2 separate regions of the Mus musculus genome follow, and region 1 is linked to region 2. Evidence: chromatin contacts called from public Hi-C data. All regions are on one chromosome and are shown on one strand. The core of a region is the stretch at or near the end of the contact, and the rest is flanking DNA. Distances in the headings are between cores, read along the strand shown. Region 1 overlaps Grem2 (gremlin 2, DAN family BMP antagonist). Region 2 overlaps Fmn2 (formin 2).

The links. A called contact is a pair of places that touch in the nucleus more often than the background predicts.
Region 1: a Hi-C map of liver shows a contact between it and region 2, with 5 times the contacts expected there. The contact joins two enhancer-like sites. A contact is called at or near these places in 1 of 39 promoter capture datasets (liver), 6 of 484 Hi-C or Micro-C datasets (beige adipocytes, embryonic fibroblasts, liver and 1 more) and 1 of 115 datasets of contacts at active chromatin or transcription factors (liver).

Annotation. Positions count from the first base shown.
Region 1 is chr1:174,905,527-174,911,761 of GRCm38.p6, forward strand. The region is part of intron 1 of Grem2 (gremlin 2, DAN family BMP antagonist); the gene reads right to left. Among named protein-coding and RNA genes, the nearest start is that of Grem2, 13 kb to the right of the region's middle. Within about 2 kb of position 2,270, at least 9 of the 459 cell types and tissues checked have an H3K27ac peak or open chromatin away from gene starts, as enhancers often do. A contact at or near this core is called in liver, where this site is marked.
Region 2 is chr1:174,765,526-174,771,989 of GRCm38.p6, forward strand. All of the region lies in intron 15 of Fmn2 (formin 2), which reads left to right. Among named protein-coding and RNA genes, the nearest start is that of Gm51689, 12 kb to the left of the region's middle. Within about 2 kb of position 1,311, at least 5 of the 459 cell types and tissues checked have an H3K27ac peak or open chromatin away from gene starts, as enhancers often do. A contact at or near this core is called in liver, where this site is marked.

The DNA of each region.
Region 1 (6,235 bases), core at 1,020-3,519, 140 kb after region 2:
GGCTTGAAACTGAGTTTCGTGTCTCCACTCAGCCCTCTGAGAGTCCAATCAGGCTCATCTCAACTGTCCCCTCTTTTGAGGAGCCTTCCTCCCTTCTGTGTTCCCAGCAGTGAGTAGTGGAGAATGAGACTGGTCTGTGGTCTGTGGACTCTAGGGTCCTGTACAATGGCATGGATCTTGTGTTCTCTGTGGAGAACCATGGAAGGCATGGTACTATGAGCTCAGCCTTCAGAACCACATACATTGAGAACTAACTGTCTCCACTGGCTATATATTGGGGTACCCTGGAAAAATTCACCTTACCGAGTCTGGGTCTTCTTCCTCATGGGATTATGTGGGGATTAAATAGGTGATGAGCAAAATCAACAGAGCAGGTGTCATGAGTAAAGTTCTTAAGAGAATTGGTTAGTACTGTTGCTGCACAAATATCTGCAAGTCACATTTTCATGGTCTCTGAACTGTGAATCTTTCTTGGGGAATCTAGCAGATCTTCCCCCAGTTAGGAACATCAAGAACACAGTAGGCCCTCAATATTTGTAAATGAGTGGGCATGATTGTCCTCAGAGTCTATTAAATAAGATATGGTCTGACCGAGACTGTGTTACTGGAGGGCTGACAATATAGTATTGACCAGTATGCACTTTTTTTCATGTCCTGATTTGCCCTGCAACAGCTCCAGCTCTGCTTGTTGTCCCGGGCAGTTTATTAATAGCACCCTCCCCTATGCTCTGAAAGCAATCTAGTTTGGATGATAAATGTTACAATCACCCTAGTTTTCAGAACAGTCTCATCAGCTCGATTCCCAGAATCAGAGTTCCTTAGCCAGCGATGCACACAGCGCACTAAGCCAGCAGCTATATGTGACAGGAGTCCATTCTGCAGAGGAAATGCTTAACCTTTGTAGCTGGCAGGAGAATGGAAGGGTAAGACTCAGTTTGTTCTTTAGTCTTTGTTTTCCTGAAAAATAAACTTGGGATGAATATTTGATGGAAATCTAAGAGGATGAGAAAAGTGACCTGGAAAATCCTTTGCAATTTAGAATGATTAGAAGGACAGTCCCACATGGGTAGAACTTTCCAGAAAGCAACAAAGAAGTCTAATAAATCCAAAACTAAATTTTCAGAGAAGACCAAAGTTGGTGTGTGCTGTTCAGCACATCCTTGATTGAGGGAACACCACCCCAGGATTCTATGTTGAGTTTGCACACACAGGTTAGCATGTGCCTGACAGCTTGGCCCACACCAAAGGCATGAGCAAAGAGGATGTTCACTTTACCAGCTCACAGCTCCTTTCTTTGATATTTTTGCCTTCTCAGAAGTCTGCCCCATCCCTTCTGTGTCCCCATTTCCCTGGTGTCCCCTCCCTCCTGTGAAAATGTGGACAATCCAGCCACAGTATTTTACTTTTAGATCAATCACTAAATCGCCCTATAGTATTTTACTTTCCAAATCATGTTCTGACTTAGACAACAAAAGTGTCATTCCTTATTAAGAGTCTCCAGAAATCCCAGAGAGAAGGCAACCTGGGCCAAGTTGTGCATCCTGGGCATCCTGGAGCTGTCTGAAGCAGGTCTAGCAAATGGACAGAGAGCACAGGCTTTGAAACCTGTTCTGGATGCCAGACCCTCACGATTGGCGGTGCGGCTTTGAGTGGCTTTGAAAAGTAAATGTGATTGTAGTTAGCATTTAACATTGAACCTGGGTCAGAGCCCAGCATGGAGGCCCAGAACAAGTGTTTGGTGGTTCATGGACAAGATACAGAGCTAATTTTTGATGAAGGACCGTCAACTTGACACTCTTCTTGCGAAGAACACGGATATTCACCGTCTGCAATGCATTTGGAAGATTAGACTTGGTTCCTGGCATAATGAGTGCCAAATCAGCCGTGGCAGTTGTTAGTTTTGAAGGGGCTTACTGATCAATAGACACTGACTTTGTTCTACTTGTTACTGGGGTACCAGGGACATTCCTCAATTCAGTGAAGAGATGGTCTTTCTGCCTTCTAGTGAAATGCCAAATCCCAAATCCAATGCATTATTTCATACATTCTTTGCCATGAAGGAAAACTTGTGTTTGAAGGGACCCCTGTGTTTCTCCAGGGGCCAATCCTAACCTTGACTATCCCACTCGCTGCTTACCAAAGGTCACTGCTGGGCACCAACCTGCTCTTATGAGGTGAATGTTCTTTGTTAACCATGCTACCAAGTACAGCCTAACGCACTCAGGTAAAGGCCCTGTTATGAAACAGGCTTTCCACTCAGCTGCTGTTAGTCACGTAGATGTACCCAAACTCGTGCTCTGATAGAAAAACAAACATTTGGTTAGCTCCTTGTGCACTTGTGGAGGAGAAGGGGGAAAAAAACGGGGAGTCTGACCTCTGGGCAGTCACTTTCCCAATCCTGTGTTCTGGCTGGTGTTCAAGTACACAGAGGCTGGAAACACCTCACCTGTTGGGCCCTGCTCTCTTCTACACTAAAAACCCAGGCAATGTCAGATATGAAACAAGAAACAAAGAACATGGTGACTTTTCTGTGTCATTGTTCCTTGGACCATATTTTTCTAAGGAGTTACACCTGACTGTGATTTGCCTGGATTCCAGTGATCTTTGGATTTTTATGATTGGAGTTACAGGACATCAAGCAGGTAAACAAAACCAAAACCAAAACCAACCAACCAACCAAACAAACAAACAAAAACAACCAAGGCCAAGGCCTTTGGCTCTGGAATACAGCAAAAGACAATAGCCAGAGCTTAGCGTGTGGAGAGCACAGGCTGCCAAAGGTGACTCTCGAGGCTCAAGTCTGCAAATCATCCAGATGGTGTAGCCACCACTAACTCTAAGCATTGAAACTTCACAGGACACTGTGGGGGAAGAAACTGCATTCCAAAATGACACGTGACAACCAATAAGCTAACCTGCTGAAGAGAGGGTGTGTGAAAGCTCTACACTGCTGAGGACTGGGAGCTGGCAATATTCTTCAGCACGGTGCATGCTTACGTGATCACCCTTGTTAAGAAAAACCAGAGATGCAAATTCTTATGGTCACCCTGTTCCAATTTGCTTTGCTCACAGGCTGTTTAGACTATTTTGATGGTGATGGTGGTGTCCCGTTCTCCCCCCCACCCCGCCCCTATGTGTGTGTGTGTGTGTGTGTGTGTGTGTGTGTATACCTCACACATGCAGGTGCCTGCAGAAGCCAGATGAGGGCACCATATTCCCCAGAGCTGCTGTTACATGTGTCTATGCTGCCTGGCATGGATGTGGGGAACAGAACTGAAGTACTCTGGAAGAGCAGCAAGCAATCTTAGCCACTGAGCCACCTCTCCAAAAGCCCTTGCTTTTTATTTTTGAGACAGAGGCTTGAGAGTACCACTAATTAGCCTGGAATGTACATCGATCCTTGTGCTTCACATTCTGAATATGCTGGGATTACAGGTATGTACTCGGCTTACTTTACATATTATACTTCATTGTTTAGTAGTCTCGGGGAGCAAATGTAGGGATTGGCACACACTAGGTAACGTACAACCACTGGGTTATATCTGTAGCTCTTGCCTGCCTTACTTACTTGTTGATATTTTATTTACTTTCTTATTTTCATAGGTAAGCAGGGAGCTCCTGGAAGGTAGGGCAATATCCTATCCTTTTTCTATTTCTAGTGCCTGGCACATGCAAAAGCTCAATAAAAATTGATGAAACATGCAAAATCAGAACGTTGACAAAAGGGCTTACATTCTAAACCACTGACCAAACTGTTGGCACCGTCTGTGACTCTGTCACGTTTCAACAGAGACCTTTACTTCCAATCTTCATGCTGTAAGGTCTTTAAGCATCCACCCAATGTGGTCTGACTGTCTGCTCTATGCCAGCTACTGAGGCAGCTATGCAGATGGAAAACATCTTTCCCTTTACTTTAGCAAGATTAGTCTCTGTCATGAATCACACTCTGTATATTCAGAAGCCACCCTAATAAATATCACTGGGTTTATTTGATAGCTCTGGCTGTCATTTGAAACAGAAAATCAGTCCAACACCACTGCAGTTAATATCAACTCTAGAGCTCCAGGCCTCAGCTGGCCAGCATTTCATCATATGGAGACAATCTGAATTTTACTGCCATCAAACAACAAGGGCAATATCTAATGGAAGAATTAGGAATGCCTATCAGCTTTCACAGTGCTGCTCGGTGATTATAAAAGTCCACTTTTGTGTTGCAACGAAAAGCATTTCTAGTAGCCAAACTATTGTGCTGGTGTGTGGTGGGTGCAGAGAGCTTAGTGGCCTCTCTGCCTTTGATCTTTTGAATTTCTGAAGTTGTGAGATTTTTGCATGCTACGATGATAATATGGGAAAGCATACAACCACTATAAAAGGAAAATTTTTCTATTAGTCCAGGAATAATCTCTTATATAGCGAAACCACCTGACAGAGCCATGTGGGCACATATCACCAGTAAGAAGACCAGAGATATTTTTACAACTGTGGATTATTTTCCTCCCTTTGTACAAATCCATATGGTGCCTATTCACACATCAGTCATCTGCAGTGGTGTCTCATTCGACTCCAAGAATAGAATTGAAAATGTTTGCTCCCAATTTCTATAAAAATAAAACTTGGTATTAGTTGGTCTATTTTTCCACAGGCACATTTCTCTTTGGCAATGGCATGTTACCTTGACTGGAATTGGACAAGTGTGAATGGAGCTACCATGAAATATGGGTGTTCTTCCCTGGATACATTTGCTGCTTCTTCAGTGGATAAAACTTGGTCTACTAGGAAGAGTCCATTTGCCTGCTGAGTCACCTGGAGACACTGGACTGCTATACCTCATCCAACCAATCTGCCTGGACATCCATCTTCCTACCCAACCGTCCATTCTCTCACCAACCAATAATGGTTGGTTGAAAGTTGTGTCCACTATTTATTGGGAAGCCTTTCCCAGGGAGATGTCTGGCTGTGGTATATATGCTATGGTGTATATTCTATCTATATGTCTGACTAAAAAGTGCCAAGTGCTTCCTTTTTTCCCATTTTTTATTAGGTATTTAGCTCATTTACATTTCCAATGCTATAGCAAAAGTCCCCCATACCCACCCCCCCACTCCCCTACCCACCCACTCCCCCTTTTTGGCCCTGGCGTTCCCCTGTACTGGGGCATATAAAGTTTGCAAGTCCAATGGATCTCTCTTTCAAGTGATGGCCTATTAGGCCATCTTTTGATACATATGCAGCTAGAGTCAAGAGCTCCGGGGTACTTCTTAGTTCATATTGTTGTTCCACCTATAGGGTTGCAGTTCCCTTTAGTTCCTTGGGTGCTTTCTCTAGTTCCTCTTGTCCACCAATGATTGAGAGTAGACTCTGACAGACTCATTTCTTTCCTGAGTCCTGTCCAGAGGTTTCATCTGCTACTTAAAGGAATTCTAAGTATGATCAAATAAGCCAGTCCAAATGAGGCATTTAGGTTACAGGAGACACTGGTTTGGGAGTGGGAGACAACTTGAGCACATGGATCACAGAGATAATCCATTCTAATGCTATACAAATCCTTTAGTCCAAACAGAAGGGAGGAGGAGAGTCATTGCATTCATTTAGGGAATCCCAAACTCACTCCAGTGCCTGAAAATCCAAGAGGGAAAGGCAGTGGTTGCCATTGCTACATTAGCCCCCAGCCCAGATGAAGACATTGCTGGTTTTCTAGATGAGATTGAGATAGTTTCATTGGATCTTAGCCTTGGGGAGTCTAAGCTCTGAGATGAGTCCTAAGACAGTACTGAAATGAATAGGAGAAAGCTAAGATCCTCCATTTAAACAATAATAAAACTTCCCCTGAAATCTATTGTCAGCAAGTATAGTGCTTTTCCCCAGCTTGGGCAACCTTCTGGCAGGCTGCACATTGGACCTCTGTGAAAGGCTGTAGCACTTCATGTGCTGTTGATTTTGGTTCCTTAAGAGTAGAGTGTTGCATGGGACGATGGTGTGGAAGAAAGGATGGGAGAATGGGGAGGCTGGATTCTAACACTAATTAGTTCTACAGTGCACCAACTTATTTTGAAAAACCAGGCAACTTCTGTGCTAACGCTGCCGTGGCTATAAAACCAGGAGACTAAATAAGTTTTATCTCTATCTAAAGCTCTGGTATTTGTAGCACACATGCCATGAAGAGGCAAGAGTCATGACAGCAACACAAAGTCAGATCTGCCCAGCTCTCCAGAGATATTCCCCAAGTCTTCCTTGG
Region 2 (6,464 bases), core at 61-2,560:
AAAAAAAGATTTTCAAAAGTGCATTTTTCATTGTTAGTTGAATAAAAACGTCATCAAGAGAAACGGTTCTGTGTAATTTTAGGACTTGTGTTCTTGAGAATTGTCAATACATGTCTATTGTATCATTTCACTGGAACACTGTGTTCCTGTGTTAGGTGTAAGGGCCTGTATTTGTTTATTGTTTTTTTTTTGGACTTTTTTTCTTTCTTTTTTTTGACACAGTCTCACTTTCAGCCCAGGCTAGCTATGAACTTATGGTGATCCTCCTGCATCAGCAGGGAATTGTAGGCACATGCCACCTCAACACCCAGCTTGACTATTTTTGAGTGACTTGATAAACTTGTTTAAATATTTTTCTATCTCTCATGATTTATTCTGTCTGCATCTCCTGCCAGACAGTTAAAGGCGCATAAAGACATCAGAAGGCAAGTAAGGTAAACATGTCACTGTCTCCTAAACGTCCTGACATTTGCTCTGTTTATTTTTCCAGTGTTTTTGTTTTATATTCCCAAATTCAAAGTTGTTCCAACTTCTTGAACTAATCTTATTTTAAGTGCTGTGTCATTTTGGGTATTTGTCTAAATTTTTACTTTGCCTGATGCCACCAAAAGTACCTATCAGCTCTTTCAGGGCAGTGTTTGTTACAACACGTTGACAATTTTACTGTCAGCTTTTCTCTGCCCCTGTGAAAGCTATCCCTGCTGCCTGCATGTCTGGATTCTGCCTGCCCCTGAGCCTGTGCGTTCCCATAAGAGTAAAATGACCAGGATGGTTGTGTCTCTGGGTACCCTCATGTTCCAGGGTCCTCAGTATGTCTGAATATTTCCTATTGTCTAACGTGTAGGAATATCAGAGTCATGGCTATAAGCTCCCTTTGGGGAAGGACTGGAAGAATACTTATAGTGTATTCTTTTAAAATTGCGTGTGTGTGTGTGTGTGTGTGTGTGTGTGTGTGTGTGTAAGTCAGAACAGAGGTCAACTTCAGCTACTTTTTTACAGTCACAATCTATCTTGTGTTCTGTAACAAACTCATGCTGACCCTGAGGCTTGTCACATTGCCTAGACTGGTAGACAATGAGCTCCAGAATCCCCTGGCTGAGCCATACCAGATCTGGGACAGGTCACTGTGCCTGGCTATCACATGGGTGCTGAAGATTAAACTCAGGACCTTGTGCTTGTGCAGCCAGCATTTCCCCCCTCAAGCATCTACCCAGATCCATTTCACTTTATTCTTGCTTCAGTGTTTCATGCCCTTCCTCACAGGGACTAGAAGCCTTCGGTCAGGTCAGTGGATTCTGGACCCAAATTAGCGTAGTTCTGAGAACCAATTGATGAATCATGGATTTTCTAGCAGAGTCACCCCTCTTAGCCTCCTGACCCTCTACTCTTGCCTTTTTCCTAAGTTTCAAGCATTGAGCAATACATTTGTTTGCCCCTAAGGATGTCATGCTCTATTAACCGTATCCACAGCGTCCTTGGCTTCCTCAGTGATTATGGTAAGTGTGGTTCCCAGGCTCTGGCCATTGAGCATTACCTCTTGGCTCCTACTTTATTAGAGTCCTATGTCTCAGTAGCTTACACTGAGCCCAACAATCCCCCACACCCTTGGCTTACAGAGAGGTCCAGCCACTGTGTTCAGCTATATCGAGGCCCTTTGACCACTGCATTCCTGGTGGCCATACTGAATGGTAGGTCCTCTGGGCTCCTCTGTGGAATAATCTTTGCTCAGTTTTCTGGCCACACATAACATACAAGAGCCTGCCTGGTTCTTGGAGTTTTCTTTGTTACTTCTGCTTCCATATGCCAGGGTACCTTTGGTATACCATCTACCCTCTTCATTGACTATCACTTATTTTTAGTTTGTAATAGAAAAGCCATATAATCTCTTCCTTTCCTTGTCAAACCTAGAACTTGCAAATCTGGCTTTTGCTTAAATATAGCTTTACTTATTATATTGACATCTAAGCAAAATGCTAAGACAGTGTCTAGGAAAGGGGTCTAACAGTGTCTTCTGGCTTAGGAGAAATGCTAGCTCTTCTTAGAGAACAGTGAATGGCCCCTATAAACTTGTATTTTGAGCATCTGTTCAAGTTTCCATGTAGATATCTCAATTTGAGCAGGCCTAATTTGAACATTTAAACATCCCTGGTACTCTGTGGTATTAACTATTGATATTGTCTTAATTGCTTATTATTTCTGCCTTATTAATAAATAGGGGACATAATTTCGTTCTCTCTAAGATGCATGTCTGTAGCCTTAACCTTGTTTTTAGTGTCCTGAGTACCTCACTGTCTTTCTCCAGGGCATCCATGCAACCTTTCAATAATGAGTCAATTCCACTTTCTATATCACTTTATTCAATCATATTTTCAGTAGTCTGCAAGGACGTTCCTAAAACAGGATGTTTTCTTAGGTCAGCTCTGGTGATAACACTAACAATTACATAGCCACTGTATATCAGTCACACATATACTGATCTGGACAGATGAGCACTGAATGATCTATTCTGTACCCTACCCTCCTGGCTGATCATTCATGTTATTTATGACACTACTGCTTAGTGAAAGTTATCTAGGAAGCCAGTGTCAAGACAAGTAAATGCACTGTGCAAAGCAGGAAGGATGCTAAATGAAATGGAAACAGTTACATGTCCGAACTGTAGAGAATGAAAGAGAAGGGAGGGGAGGGGAGAGGAGGGGAGGGAGAGGAGGGAGAGGAAGGAGGGAACAGGAGGGAGTTATAAGAATCTTTGGCAATGGCAATGAGAAGTCCTCAAGGCAGCCATCTTGGGGAAGACTTTGTGTCTTCCAGGGTTACAAGTTCCAGGGTTACATCTATGTCCTTCCTGTGTTTGCTCATTAGCTCTGGGAAGTGGTCGATTTCAAGGCATAGAGGGTGAGGCCCATGGTCAACTCTGTTTTTCCTGCTCCAATATGGGAGCTATGAAGATGTAAAAGATGTATACTCAGGGCTTCTGTAAAAACAATGCGTTTTTGTTGTTGTTTTTTTGTTTTTTGTTTTTTTTTTTTACTTTTAGATACTGTCTTTATTGATTAGTTTATTATTATCTTTGTACTGATTCCCAAGTAATGAAGTACCTTCAAACCTGTACCTTTCTTTACCATCCTACAAGTTAATAACCACCCACTTTTTGGTTTCCATGGAAAATGGGAGCCTGTTGCCTCTCTAGTTTCTTTTAATTTTTTTTTATGTAGACATCCAACTGTCCCATCATCATTTATTGGAAGAATTTATTTTTCCGTTGATTTGACTGAGCTGCTTTGTCACAAATGAATTGATCTTATGTGTATACCTCTGTTCCCTGACAGTCTATTCTGTCTCATTGCTCTGCATCTATTCTTCAGCTATGCTGACTTGCTCATTGTATTAAGTCTGACAGCAAGGCACTGCAGCTCTCTCACATCATTGTACTTTGGGAAGGCACTGGCTATAATGACACCTCTGTTTTTCCAAATAAACATTAGAATCTGATAGCTTATCAAAGATATGATTGGTTTTCATTAAACTAGGGAGGAACTGTGACCATGATAGTGCTGAATCATTCGAATCATATAGATCTGATACATGTTTGTAAGGTTTATGCAATACTATCTCACATATCTTAGCTTTATTGTAAATTTTACAAGTATAAAATAAATACTATATATTTTAAATATATATTATGTTTTATTTAAATGTGGACTCCATCCTGCATAGCTGGAATTTTAACTGGTTATATTATAAAACCTTTATTCATGTTGTATTCCACTTGCTAATATTTTATGGAACTTTTTATTTGTGTCTAAGACAAATGTTGTCCCATAGTTTTCCCTGGTGTCCTGTCTTTTTCTTGGTATTTAGGTAAAGCTGGCCGTGCAGCATAAATTAGCAACTGTTTCTTCTCTATTTCCTGGGAATGTTTGTACAGAGAAGGTGTCATTTCTTTTAATATTTGGTGGAATTCTGTATTTACAATTCTGTCTTCTTTTGGGGGATATCATCAACTGTTGACTTAATTTTATTAGTAGATTGTGGTTAGTGGATTGTGCTTCAGATTCCTTATGAAATATTTGGTAGCTTGTGTCTTCTAGAAAATTGATCGATTTCCCCTGAGTTGTCAAATGTGTGGACAGAACATAGGTCATGAGATTGCTTTATTGGATGTCTATGAAACCTTCCTTACACATGTCTGTGCTAACCTTGGACATATTTTCAAGTTTATCTATTTGAAGAGATAGCTTTATAATTCTACTGTTTTTTTAAAATTTGTGTTATTATTTTTAATTTTATTGGTTTCTGCTCTAAGAATAAATAATAAAATAAAAATAGTATTTTTTCTTCAAGTTTCAGGTCTGAATTGTACCTTTCATAGTAGAAAATATTCTCTACGGTAGATCATTTATTTTAGGAATCACTTCTTTCTTAATATAAGCATTCGATGCTTCGAACTTTTAACTAAGTTTAACCTAGGTGCATTGCTTAAATTGTTGTCACTTTTGGTCCAGAGTCTCTTCTGTTTCCCCTTGAGACATGCTCTCTGACCTGTCAGCTGTTTAGAAATTTTTTTCAATTGTGTTTCTGTTGTCTTTATGGTGTTGAACTTTAAAATGATTCTATTGTGGTTGGAGAACATTCTTTGTTTCATTTCCTTCTCCCCTTTCCATGTCCCTGCTCAACTCTGAGATAGCACAGGACTTTTATATAAACCACCTTAAATCTTATGTGGATAAGTCAGCCAGTTAGGACTTATCCTTGCAGTACCAGAATGGGTAAGCACCTCTAACCATTCCTCTATGCTCATCACTTGACACAGAAATTTCAAGTGCTTCCTAAATGTATTTTTTTCATTGACAAATAGAATAGTTATGTGACATGCTACTATTAGGGGACACTGGGTGGAGATTACATAGGCGCCATCTTTAGTGAATTCATGACTAACCGTGAACTCGCAGGAACTGAGGGCATGGAAATAACTTATCTAATTCTCTTAACACAGCTTCCATATTAAAGGACAAAATAAATAAAGTGAACTAATAGAAATTTACTTTCATATTCAAATGTGAGCAGTGGTGGTTCTAAAACTGTAAGATGTGGGGTGAAAACAGGCGGAGACACAGAATGTTACAGTATTAAAGTATAAAGAATGATGCAGTAATCATGGTCTCATCCAGGAGACTCATGTGTTTGGAAGAAATGTAGTTTAATGGGGAAATCTTTATGTTAAATATCAGAGAAAGAAGACAACCCAGGAGAATATGATAGACTGGAAATAGGAGACAATCGACGTAGGCCATCCTTAATAAAGGCCTCACACTGCACGAATCTTCTTTGGATTGAGATTTGATAAAAGTGTCCCCATCAGAGCTGAAGGTACAACACACACACACAGACACACACACAGACACACACACACACACAGAGAGAGAGAGAGAGAGAGAGAGAGAGAGAGAGAGAGAGAGAGAGAGAGAGAGACTGACTAGAGTGGTGGAAATCCTGTGAGTTACTGAAATAAGATGTTTAGGAGAGCTTTCCACTTTTTCTATTCTGATAATTCAGCACACACAAAGAAAGGTCAGTCTAGACAAATCAACAGATTAACCTGGCAGTGTCAGCCACAGCTGCCATTCTGTTCCTAGCTTTAGGAACTTCCAGCTGTTTGTTCTTGAGACCTTAGAATCAGGACAGAGCCCACCTTAACTGTCAGCCTAAACAGTCAGTATGTGAAAACCCACTCAGATTTCTCTCTCCACCTATTCGTAGGAGTTTTTTCTTGTTCCCCTGTGGAACCCACATTTTTTTCCTAGGACTGGTTGGCTATTTTGAGATCACGGTGTCCCTGAAGGTGTACTTACAATTTTTTTTTTTATGTTAAGAGAAAATGAATTACCAGTTTATCCTCTGACCATTGTGAGTTCCTCTAATTTTCCATTGCCTGGGGCAAAATTTAAGTCTGGAAGACACAGACCATTCCTCAAAGTTCTTTAGCAGTGAGAAAAAGTAGATTTGTTCTTGTTCTTTTGGGGTAATAAAATATAACACTTCATGTAACTGCTTACGGGGCTGAGGGAATGAGGTGGACATGGGCGTGGTGCTTTTCGAATTCCAGAAATTGCAGTCGTCTGTGGATGGTTTTAACCGAAAATAGACCTTCCTCTTGAGATTTTAGTTTGTTCTGAATAATAATATTACAAAATCCAGTATTACACAATAAAAAAAAAGAGGTTCAAGTGATGGGAGATTTACGCAGAGGATCCTCGGCAGTCCTTTAAACAATACATTCCTTTGCTAATATCTAGATGCCTTGTGTCCTTGGTTCTGCCTGGATGGACTGAATTGAATTATACAAGCAATTCCCATTATGGATATAAACTCTGCAGAATCTGGCCTTCTTGATATCCTTCAAAAGGAGAATGATAGTAAGAGGGGAGAGTAAAAGCAAAGGCCAGAAGGGAACCAAAATAGAA